3 separate regions of the Mus musculus genome follow, and regions 1 and 3 are each linked to region 2. The links are chromatin contacts, called in public Hi-C maps. All regions are on one chromosome and are shown on one strand. Each heading gives the region's core, a stretch centred on a gene start, on an enhancer-like site or on the middle of the called end of the contact. The rest is flanking DNA. Distances are from core to core; before and after follow the strand shown. Region 1 has its middle 22 kb from the start of Klf3. Region 2 overlaps Gm3716 (predicted gene 3716). Region 3 has its middle 51 kb from the start of Gm26761.

Region 1 (4,069 bases), core at 486-2,985, 180 kb after region 2:
GGTTTTCCAGTTCCTGGAGTATTCCTTTAAGGACTATGGGATACTCAGCACTTCTCTGCTATTTTGGCTTTCTAATCCTGCGTAAGCAATCCTTGTGTGCCACCTTACAGGGGCCTGAAAGGGAGGACCCAATTAATAGCAGGCTGAGACCTTCAAAACTGAGCAGAAATAAACATTTTCTCATTATGATCATATCAGACATTTCATGACAGTGCAGAAAGCTAACTGACACCGTTTATATAAGATTACTAGCTGGGTAGAATGCTGGTAGCTGTTTTGTTTGTCTGGTTTGGTTAGATTTTTCAGTGTTTTTTTGAAACAAGATCTCACAGTGTAGCATGGGATTGCCTTTGACTTACTGGCTGGGCTAAACAGAACTCATGGCATTAGCCTCCTAGTGATGAGATTGTAAGTGTGTGCCATATACCCTATTAAAACATTCTTTAATATCTAATAGACTGGGCTGTCTAACGAGCAGGCTCAGTAAAGACAGGCACGTGCTGCTAACCCTGATGAACTCAGTTTGATTCTTTGGACCTACACAGTGGAAGGAGAAAACCAACTCCAAAGAGTTGTAAAGTTGTCCTCTGACCTCCACATAGCCACCATGGCATCCACATATAATATATATACATATATATACATATATACATATATATACATATATACAGATATACAGATACAGATATAGATAGATGAGTACTCTGTAGCTGTCTTCAGATACACCAGAGGGGACATCGGATCCCGTTACAGATGATTCTGAGCCACCATGTGGTTGCTGGGAATTGAACTCAGGACCTTTGGAAGAGCTGTCAGTGCTCTTAACTGCTGAGACATCTCTACAGCCCAGTTAGTCAGTTTCTTATAATTGCATCAAGTTCCTAAGAAAAAAATATGTAAGGGCAGACTTACTCTGCCCCACACAGCTTTATAGGTTTCAATCCAGACACCTGTCCCACTGTTTGCTTTGGATTTGGGTCAAGGCTGAGTGAAGGAATGACAGAGACGGGTGACAGTGTGACAGAGCAGAGCCTCAAGTAACTCTTAGACAGCAGAGGATGGAGCGCAACAAGGAAAAGCCCCGCTGACATGCCTTCAATGACCTACTGCTTCCAACTAGGCTCCACCTCTGAAAGTGCCCATTGTCTCCAAAAAACGCCATCTAATTGTGAAGTGGCCCCTGGATAAGAACATCCATTGAGTAGGTCAGGGCATCCACGATCCATCACTCACCCTCTCAGTCACTGGCCTGACCAGCCAGACACCGAGCCTTCACTGCAGCCTTTCAGAGAGACTGGATATCTCAACCATAACCGCCCTCGTTTTCTGATTTTCCTTATTCCTCCTCATCTCCATGTTGTATAAATACATTGTCTCAAAAGAAAGGGGGAGGGGGGACGACAAACATCAGCTCTAACCGTGCTTTTAATGTTTTCATGAGAGAAAGACACATGGTTCAGTGAATTAAAAACTGAAGAGATGCATGCATGGTGCGCTTGGTCCAAGTACACATAATCAAATGGGGAAAAGTTAAAGCATATTAACTGAGGGAAGAAAAACACGGCTCAGGGGACTGGCAGCTGGGGAGGGAGGGGCTGTGGGCGGGGCAGGGGAACTGAGTCAGGGAGACAAACAGGATGCTGGGAGGTGAGAAATAAGGGTGGGGAGTAGTGGGGAGTCTGAAGAGGAACTAACAAGATCTGTTGCTTATAGTTACCCAGAAACCCTTCAGAACAATAACACACAAACAAACTTAAAAGGAAGAAGCTGCAGGAGAGGGCTTCCAGCGGAGGAGATCAGCTGGTGTTCTGGTGTTGGGGGAGCTGTAGGTCAGCTCTCTCATAGTCACTGACTCTTCTTGACTAGATGGATCCGGGCAAAGCACGGTAGACCGGAAGAGTGGACCCCGGGCCCCAGGAAGTACATGCCTGTAAAAATGGGAACCTGGGCTCTGTTCATTCTAAGTTGCCGGCGCCTCTGGTTTCCAGCCTTTTCTGCTTGGCGATGCTTTCGAACAGATATATTTTGAGGAAGAATTCTGGTTTCGAGAAGCTGAGCAGGCCCAGCCACTCAAGCGGCCACCAAAAACTTCAAAATTTCTTCCAGACTTCTCACCCCTTCTTCAAGGGCTACCTCACCCCTTCCTTCTTGCCCCCTTTCCAGGTGCGTGAGTCTGAGGGTGCTTCCAAAAAGCTAAATTTTGCCTTTCATTAGACACAACTTACCCACTTCTTTCTAGCTATTTTTAAAAACACTTTTCCTTGCTCCTGAAAAGTGTGTTTATTAAAGAAAAACTACTTCAGAGTATTGAAATGTAAAGAAAAAAGAAGCCATCCTCCGGCCAGCCGCTGAGACAACAAGCCTTCCAATCATTTTCTTTCTTTCTCTTTTTTTTAATTAACTTACTTATTTTATGTATGAGTACACTGTTTCTGTCTTGAGGCACAGCAGAAGAGGACATCTGATCCTGTTACAGATGGTTGTGAGCCACCACGTGGTTGCTGGGAGTTGAACACAAGACCTTTGGAAGAGCACTTAACCACTGAGCCATCTCTCCAGCCCCACAAGGGTCTTCTTTTAAATTACTGGATTCACCAGACTTGACATCACTCTTTCACAAGGCTCTGAAGATTTCTAAGTGGCAACCTCAGTCACAAGTAGGGAAGGTATAGTAGAGAAAGTGACAGCTCTGCTCTCTGCTAAGGCGAATGCAGATGCATTATAAACTCTCTGAGTAGAGATCAACATCCTTCCGGCCCCCAGTGCCTGAGCCCTGGCTGTCCCAGTCTGCTGCTTAAATTTCTGATGCAACGGGGCGGTTTAATCCCAGCACTTGGGAGGCAGAGGCAGGCGGATTTCTGAATTCGAAGCCAGCCTGGTCTACAGAGTGAGTGCCAGGACAGCCAGAGCTACACAGAGAAACCCTGTCTCGAAAAAACCAAAAAAAAAAAAAATGTTTCTGATGCATGGGACCAGAAACCTCAGCCTGATACAATGTAGCTGGAAGCCCCCCCCCCTTTTTTTAAACTTTTTTTATTAGGTATTTTCGTCATTTACATTTCAAATGCTATCCCAAAAGTCCCCCATACCCTCCCCCCACTGCCCTCCCTCTCCCACTCCCACTTCTTGGCCCTGCTGTTCCCCTGTACTGAGGCATATAAAGTTTGCAAGACCAAGGGGCCTCTCTTTCCAATGATGGCAGACTAGGCCATCTTCTGCTACATATGCAGCCAGAGACACGAGCTCCGTGGGTACTGGTTAGATCATATTGTTGTTCCTCCTATAGGGTTACAGACTTCTTTAGCTCCTTGGGTACTTTCTCTAGCTCTTCCATTGGCAGCCCTGTGTTCCATCCAATAGCTGACTGTGAGCATCCACTTCTGTGTTTGCCAGGCACCGGCATAGCCTCCATATTTTTTTTCCAGCAAATCTTCCTTCCCCAAAGACCTCTGCACCATTCCTAAGGACAACCACAGGCTGAGTTTTCCTATAGACAACAGAGTAAAACTTCCAAAGCACTTGTGAATGGGCCACGCTAGGAGACCCAGGAGTTAAAAGGCTGACCAACATCCTTCCAACCATCCTGAAACTTGTGTAATGTCATTTGCTTTAGATGCAAAGACTTGGGGAGGCCTTTGGGAACAAAGAGAAAAAAAGGAAGACAGCTACACTATGTCAATATATCAAGCACGTTCCACATTCTGTTAGCTGAATCACAGAGGGAGAAAAATGTATGTGTGCCCCTCAAAAAAAAAAAAAGATGCTATATGTATAAATGCATCCATGTAAGACAGTCCCTGATTTAATGGTTTGACATAATGACTGTATTTATTTATTTTAACTACTAGATTCTTGAACTTCCTGTTCCCAACCAGCCATTGTTGGATTAGCTGAACCACAGCCTGTAAGTCATTCCAATAAATCCCAGATAGATAGATAGATAGATAGATAGATAGATAGATAGATAGATAGATAGATATGGATATATAAATATATAGATATATATGTAGTGATTCGTTCTATAAATTCTGTTACTTGAGAGAACACTGACTAATACAAAAGTTGATAC
Region 2 (3,738 bases), core at 454-2,953:
TTAGGATGGTTGGGAACCACTGCTTTAGAACATAATACATGGTGAGAAATAAATTTTATCTCAGCTCAGTCCATACGTCACTTATACATTTACCTTTAAAGAAGAGTCTCACAAAGCCATACAGCTTTAACTCTGTGCCTTGCTCAGTGAGGTTTTGTTTTCTATTTTTAGTTTTCTATTTCTTTCTACGTTGATGTCAAGGTCCACGAATGGAACCCAGTCCGAACTCTGGAACCTTGCTACCAGGAGTCCAGCCCATGCTGACATCCAATCAGTACTAACTAACTACCCAGAACACCCTTGGCCATTTCCTCTGAGGACTCTCAACCTCCACCTGCCTCTCCACCCTGCAGACTTCTTCAGAGGAAATTGGAGACCAGGACAAATGTGATTCTCTAATCTTTCTGGAATCTTCCTAGTCCCCACTTAAAGAACTTCATTAGAGTCAGAGTGCACTTCATAGGAAATGATTTACATTGGAAAAAAAGATGAATGTCTTTTTTCCTTGCCTAGGATAGTGAACTTCCTGTGATTCAAAATCCTTTTCATGGGTAAAGGTCACTTTCTAACTTATGTGCGGCATCTGAGTATGTTTGGTTGAAAAGGGTGTGACTCTCAAAGCATTAATGGGGTTTGCAGACAGATGAAAAACAAAACAAAACAAAACAAAAAGCCACCAAGCTTACGACACACTTAAAAGGGGAATGACAAGAATCACACAGTTGCAAAGTGACACAAACACTGCCAGCGTGCCCTGAACCATGAAGCCAGCCCACCTGATCCTGCCTGAGAGAGGAAAGACTCCCATGGGACATCTGATCAGGAGCACAGCATGTGGCCTTGTGGATTCTTGTGGGCCTTTTTTTTTTTTTTTTTCTTTTAAATCAAATCTGTTGTGAACAAAGACAAAATAAATATGATGTTTGTTCTGGAGACACTGACTGTCCCTTACGGAAATAAAAGATTGGTGACCATTTGCCCTCCCTAGTGTAGCAGATAGCAGCTAGGGTATAGGGTCTGACCAACATAATATACCTGGTCTCCCAACTCCGTTCCTGTCATATGATTGATTGACTCTGTGTGAGTCCAGAGTCACTCAGCTATGGGTGTTTGCTCATCTGTAAAATACAGAGATTGGCACTATTCTTGAAGGTAACTCTGACATGGAATTAACGTGAGGAGCTTGCAAAGCAGTCATGTCTTGTACATAGGCTAAGATCCATGCGAGCACTTATTAAATGAAGTCTAATTTATGATGAAAACTGCAGTCTTCTGCCCTCCAGTTCAGGGCAGAGGAAATAGAAATCAACCTTTAAAAAGCCTGGGTTTCTCTCTTCTCTAGCTTTCCTTTGGGGGCAACCAGCCCTTGCCTTTCAGGTTGAGTGGCACAGCACTCAGAGAGGGCCCCGCTACTCAGGACTCGGTGGGGAGTTTTTCCAGCTTCTTACTGCAAAATCTTCCTTCCTTTCCTCAAGAGAAAAAGAGCTGTTCTCTACAGAAGAAACACAAAAGGGGCCAGCTGGAAGACATGCTAAAGCGAGAACCCTACATACACTCAGATTCTACGGGTGCGCTGCTTGCTGATGTAACGGCCAAGAATCAGAAACCGGAAGTAGAAACGCTGAATGAAAACAAACCATCTGGGCTGAGCTACCGAGGGAGCAAATGTCTAAGACCCTCATTGGCGGCTGCTCAGGCTTCGTGAGCAAGGCAGGAAGCAGACGATTGTGAAGCCTGTGAAGGTTTCTGCTCCCCAAGCTGGTCGGGGGTGGGGGTGGGGGGATGCTAAGGTAGCAGATCACATCCTTAAAGATCTAAAATTAAGATCTAATAAATTAAAGATGAAAAAATCTAAAATAATAACAAATAAAAGGTTGCTTGCCCATCTGGACATAGATCTGATGTCCAGGTGAGATAACGCACGGATGCCATCTCTGTGGAAAAATAATCAACTGCTTTAAAGGAAGCCAAGGGTGGGATCTCGCTTCCTGGACTGGGGTAGAGAAGGGGAATGTGTGAAATACACAAACCAGAGCTGCTGCTGATACCCCAAGGACAGACACGGCTGGAGGACCACCCAGTGTCAGCTCAGAAGAAGGGGGACGGATAAGCTAAACCCAGCCCCCTGGGAATATCAGCATACCAGACAGAGTTTGAGGAAGAACAGTTAAAAGCCATATGGTCGAAACGTCTTTCTTAAAAACTGGCTGGATAAAACCTGCACAAATGAATGGTTATATGTGTGCAAAAGTCCATGGAAAGGGTTAAAAATAAAAACAAAGGCCTGTAAGTATGGTCTCAGCTAATCAACTAAGAACTAAGTAATGCATCTCATATTCACATTCTGTCTCTGTCTCCCCTCCCCCTCCCCCGGCTTTATACTCCATGTGTAACCTGGACTGTCCTTGAACTCATAGTCTTGCTCCCAAGTGCTGGTAATATGCTTAGCTACATGGGTCTCCTCTAAAATAAAAAGAGAGACGGCTCAGCAGTTGAGAGCTGCTGACTGCTCTCCTGAAGAACCTGGGCTCAGTACCCAGCACCTACACTGACACTAACAACCATCTAACTCCAGTCCTAGGGCATCTTATGCCTTTTGGCATCCATGGGCACTCTGCACATGCACAGACATACATGCAGGCACACATACACACATAAAATAGAGATAAATAAATCTCTGGGAAAAAAATAGAAGTTAAAATGGGAATCTGGGGTTTAATGAAGAGCACATTTATTCTTAAGTTTCCTGGAACTCTGAATCTAGACATATTATATGGGAGTATATGTATCCTTGTGTATATGATCATATCACACACTCATGTTTAACATGTATGGTTTCTATCTATGCGTATTTTAGAACTCTCTCTCCATTCCTATCACTTAGCTACACATCATACACACACACACCCTTAAGCTCTTAACAAGTAAGATCTGTCAGTGAAAATGTCAACGGTACCAACCGACTCTACACATTAATCTAGACAATAAGCCTCACCCTAAACAAGAGATTATCTACAAACGCACGCCTCTCCTCTTGTTCCTCGAGATAACTGGCTCAATCACAAGAACAGGCCTGAGAGTGACCAGGGGCTTCTGAGTTTCGTCTGTGAACATCATGGGTTATGGGAAGCAGCAACGTCAGCTACCACTTTGTGTGGAGGCAGGGGAAAGATGCAGCCCTGACCAGATGGCCAAACTGTTCTCCTTCATCTCATGGGTGCAGCCCCCACTGGCGTGCAGCAGTGTGGGGTGCAGACAGACGGCCACAGGTGACCCCTGACCTTTCAAGGTCAACCCTGTCCTGCCGCAGCTCTGGAGGGAGAAGTTTGCTCTCAAGCCCACCACTTCTGGCTTGCTTTTCATTTCTGTTTTCTCCCTTTTCCTCCTGGGTCTACATACATCTCACCCACCACTCCTTCCAGCTTCTTTTGCATGTCTGTTTTCATTTTCCAGTCTCACCCCATCTTCCTTCCTCAGCAGCTTCAGGATCGCCTCCGCACTTGCTCCTTCCCAGTTCCCCCTGGTCTCCGTCTGTTCTTCTTCCTCTCTTCGGGGCCCCTTCCCAGACACTTCTCCTTCTCCCAAATGCAGCTTGTGTAGTTTCAGAATCACTCAGGTTAGCGAGGGCTGATAGGAACAATAGACAGTGGTTTGAGGGGTTTGTTGTTGTTGTTGTTGTTTTGTTTTTGTTTTTTGTTTGTTTTGGTGCTGGGGCGGTGTGTGTGTATGTGTGTGTGT
Region 3 (3,953 bases), core at 1,381-3,880, 150 kb after region 2:
ACACACACACAGAGTAAATCTTGCGCATGTCCTGAGACTTGTTTTCTTTATTTAGCACTTAAGTTGGTATTTATCCTTGAAGACCCAATGGATGCAGTTCCCAATTAAACTTGACTGCTGAGCAGTATCATATTGCTTCCCTTGGACCTACCACCTGTATTTTAAGTGACAGTGAGTATCACTCTGTGGATGATCTGGTATATTCCCCCAGTCACTTTGGCCTTTCCTTTTCAGAAGTCTGACCATGGATTCTCGTTGTTAATTTTCCATGCATGTCAAACACCAAAAGGTAAGTTTTTAAAACTACAGGCCAGCATCTTACAGGTACCATACTATATCTTGATGAGTGGACGTTGGGTTTTCTAACTCCCTCATGAAAATAGCAGCCAAGATTGTGCACTTTACCCGTCTAGATATGTATGTATGTATAAGTCACCTGTTGCCTTCTCTGTGTGTGCATTTATGTATGTGCAAGTGTGTGTACATGCATGTGTAGGCCATGCTCTAGGCTGTCTTTCTCAATTGCTGTTCCCCTTAATGTTTTGAGACAGCATCTCTCACTGAACCTGAAGCTCCCAGACTAAGCCAGGCTTTCTGACCAGTGAGCCCCCAGAGAACCATCTGTCTCTTCTTCCTTAACACTGGGATTACAGACATCGCCATTTCTTTTTTTTTTTTCTTTTGTGGATTCTGGGATACAAACTCAGATCCTTAAACATCCTTAAACATGTGACAGGCATTCTACCATGCCCAGCTCAGTCACCCTTGTTAAAGAGAGGTTCTGTAGAGTCAAAGTCAGATTCATCGGAAGTCCTCTTCCTTTCCCAGATAGATTCATGGTGACAAGTATCTCCTTCAGATGTTCCAGATTCTACACTAGTGATAAATAAAGATTATACTTGTTAAAGATGGGGGGTGGGAGATTGAAGAAAGAGAGAGAGAGAGAGAGAGAGAGATAGAGAGAGAGAGAGAAGTGTTTTGAGGGGGAGGGGTGGAGAAGCAGGAAGAAAAGGAAGAAGAGAAAGAAAGAGAAGGAGGAAGACTGACCTGAGCCAAAACCCGCCCTAGGGTGTGGCACTGCAGCCCCGTGCTAGCCTAGAGGCAAAGCCAGGCATAAAGGAGTTATTCTCTCACAAACAAAAGCTGGGAAAGAAGCCCTTTTTCCTTTTCCTTAAAAAAAAAAAAAAGTCTTAATGAAAATAATTTTAAAGTCGCACCCTGAAACTTTGACTTGATACTCTTACATTGCTGCCGTTAAAGTCGGTTTCTCTCTTTCCCTGGAAACTGTCCTATGACGCGTACGTTTCTTGAGGGGGAAAACCAAAACAGTCCCCCTTTCTAAGGACAAAGAACGTGCCGAGTCTTCACAGTTACTCATCAAGCATGCTTAGGCCTCAGCTACCCTGGGCTCAGTCCTAGACAGCTGCTCTGAAACCATGAAAACCATTGCATTGCTAGTTACCGGAGGAGCGGGTGTGTGTGTGTGTGTGTGTGTGTGTGTGTGTGTGTGTGTGTGTAAGTGCTGTGATCGCTCTATCAGTGCTGGGGATGTCTGTGTTAAGGTTAAACCTTTATATTTTAATCTTATGAAGTCCCTTCCATTCCTCCCTAGCTGGGGACACCTTCGGTGGCATTGTTCTTGCCATTTTGTTTTGTTTTTTATTCATTGTTGTTTTGTTGTTCACTTTGAGATAAGATCTTACTCTGTAACCCAAGATGCCTGGAGCACATGGTAACTCAGGCTGACCTCAAACTCAGAACCATCCTCCTGCCTCAGTCTTCCCAGTGCTGTGATTATATACATGTTACCACTTCCAGCTGCATCCCTTTTATCCCTTTGTTCTGGCTGGCCTTGCTCCTATGGAAATGCACTCATATATATCTAATTCTGCAAGGATCTGCAAGGATTTCTCAAATACCCAGAGAGACCCAGAGAAGCCAGATTGAGAAGCCCTAAACTGAGATGGCACTGCCAAGAATCCACATGTAATAGAATCAGAGAGACGGCAGGTGCGATGAACCTGTATAGCAACTGCAGACCAAAGCCAGTCTCAGTATCTGGGTAATAGAGAAAGACCTGCCCATCCTGAGTCAGTCCTTATCAGACACGCCCAAATCTATTATGGGAAACAAGAGTATGTCATCAATACACTGTTATTACATACAGCATATGATGGTGTCCTTGAGGTAATGCCAAGTCACAAGACTTACTGATAATAAGAAGTTCTCATCAAAAACCCATATACCAGCATCAAGTACCAGAAACAGGTAAATGAAGGGCCCTGCCCATCAGAGCCCTTGATCTTGACATCACACACTGCTTATTGCTTCCAGTGTACCAGGCATTCTTAGCCCTTCATCAACTTCAAAGATCTCTCTCTCTCTCTCTCTCTCTCTCTCTCTCTCTCTCTCTCTCTCACACACACACACACACACACACACACACACACACACACACACACACACACACAAACACGAAGGGAGCAAGTGTCATTTTCCTGGGATCTATCTAATCTTTTGCAAGCCTCCTGGCCACAGTCCAAAAATTTCTGTCCTCACAATAACTTGTACATTTGCACAGTGACTGATCTGTGGTAGTCATACACACGGCACTTTAAACATCCCATGGACATGGTTTTGAAACTTCTTACTCGTGGTTTTGAGGTAGGATCAAATCATGTTCATGGCCAGCCTGGAACTCACAACAATCTCCCTTGCCTCTGACTCCCTCCCCAGTATTGGGAATTCAGATATCCACCAGCATACCTGTGCTTTAGCCTCCTTTAGCTCACAGGCTATGCAAGCAGGAGGCATTTCAGAGGCAATCAGAGGCTGATTTATAAATAAGGAAATGAGACTTGGATGATACAGGGTACTGGCACAGCTGTACCCTTCCCCGGGGGAAGGAAGCAATCCTTCAGGAAGTTATTCCACGCTGCCCTGGCTCAAAGTGCACCAAAGTCACCACACAGGCTTTGGTGACAACAGCTCGAGAGACAGTGACATTAGTCCAGGACAGAACGGCCAGAGACAAGGAGTGCCAAACCCTGGTGTCATTGTCATAGAAGCAGAGGCACCCAAATGAGCTTCCCCTCACTCCAAAGGGGGAAGCCTGGTCCACAAAACTAACAAGACATCATATTTAAAGTCACCCCAAAGGAGGCCAGGAAACCAAACCTGTGCCCTGACGCTACCTACCTCTAAGAACGCCAGGGGCAACTCATCCTAAAGCCTGCCTAAAGTAGGGAGAGAAAGGAGAGACCCTGCCCCCAAGCAGTCACCTTTTTGTCTTATCAAGCTGGAAGGATGAGTGACTGCCCTGTTTCCAATGCATTTAAACTGTCCTCAGCCTGAGGACCGCTCTCGGGGTTTTCATTGTCCCTGAAAAGCAAACATAGAAGAGAGAGGGAGATCATCTGAGAGAAACAAACCAGGGAAAGAGATCGGGTGAGGGTGTGACCTGTGGCTCCTGACTAATGCCACTCATGACTCCTCACTGAATGACAGTAGATGACAAACTGAGAAAGAAAGCTGGCATGCCTGAGCACCCGGGCCTGATGCTCAGGCTCAGCAAAGCAAAAGCAAAACAAAGCCAACCCACCGCATGGTCCAGCACCTGTAGCCCCAGCTACTCAGGAGGCTGAGACAGAAGGATTGCATATTAGAGTCTGAGACCATACCAGGGAGTGGTGGCAAACACTTTTAATCCCAGCATTTGGGAGGCAGAGGCAGGCAGGTCTCTGTGAGTTTGAGGCCAGCCTGGTCTACAGAGTGAGTTCCAGGACAGCCAGGGCTACCCAGAGAAACCTCAAATACACAAACAAAGAAACAAACAAACAACAAAAGTCTGAGGCTAGGTAGACAACATTGCAAGACCATGTCTGCTGAAACAACAACCAAACCACACTAATACCGAAACAAACAAGGTTCTATCCCCTCTCCTAGGGGACATA

Evidence for each region. Hi-C and Micro-C count contacts between places; a contact is called where the count stands out from the background.
Region 1: a contact with region 2 is called in a Hi-C map of bone marrow-derived macrophages, with 27 read pairs. The contact joins two enhancer-like sites. A contact is called at or near these places in 1 of 15 datasets of contacts at CTCF or cohesin (the NIH/3T3 cell line), 4 of 484 Hi-C or Micro-C datasets (CD4 T cells, bone marrow-derived macrophages, cranial neural crest and 1 more), 5 of 115 datasets of contacts at active chromatin or transcription factors (embryonic stem cells, fetal liver and stem cell-derived neural progenitor cells) and 1 of 9 other capture datasets (embryonic stem cells).
Region 3: a Hi-C map of bone marrow-derived macrophages shows a contact between it and region 2, with 32 read pairs. The contact joins two enhancer-like sites. A contact is called at or near these places in 9 of 484 Hi-C or Micro-C datasets (the N1E-115 cell line, bone marrow-derived macrophages, liver and 1 more), 4 of 115 datasets of contacts at active chromatin or transcription factors (bone marrow-derived macrophages, embryonic stem cells and fetal liver) and 1 of 9 other capture datasets (embryonic stem cells).

What each region holds. Positions count from the first base shown.
Region 1 is chr5:64,779,241-64,783,309 of GRCm38.p6, forward strand. No RefSeq gene overlaps it. Among named protein-coding and RNA genes, the nearest start is that of Klf3, 22 kb to the right of the region's middle. Within about 2 kb of position 1,736, at least 87 of the 459 cell types and tissues checked have an H3K27ac peak or open chromatin away from gene starts, as enhancers often do. A contact at or near this core is called in bone marrow-derived macrophages, where this site is marked.
Region 2 is chr5:64,598,523-64,602,260 of GRCm38.p6, forward strand. Gm3716 (predicted gene 3716) reads right to left here. Exons shown (of 4, transcript NR_045078.1): 3 at 3,460-3,627. Among named protein-coding and RNA genes, the nearest start is that of Gm3716, 10 kb to the right of the region's middle. Within about 2 kb of position 1,704, at least 135 of the 459 cell types and tissues checked have an H3K27ac peak or open chromatin away from gene starts, as enhancers often do. A contact at or near this core is called in bone marrow-derived macrophages, where this site is marked.
Region 3 is chr5:64,748,536-64,752,488 of GRCm38.p6, forward strand. No RefSeq gene overlaps it. Among named protein-coding and RNA genes, the nearest start is that of Gm26761, 51 kb to the left of the region's middle. Within about 2 kb of position 2,631, at least 35 of the 459 cell types and tissues checked have an H3K27ac peak or open chromatin away from gene starts, as enhancers often do. A contact at or near this core is called in bone marrow-derived macrophages, where this site is marked.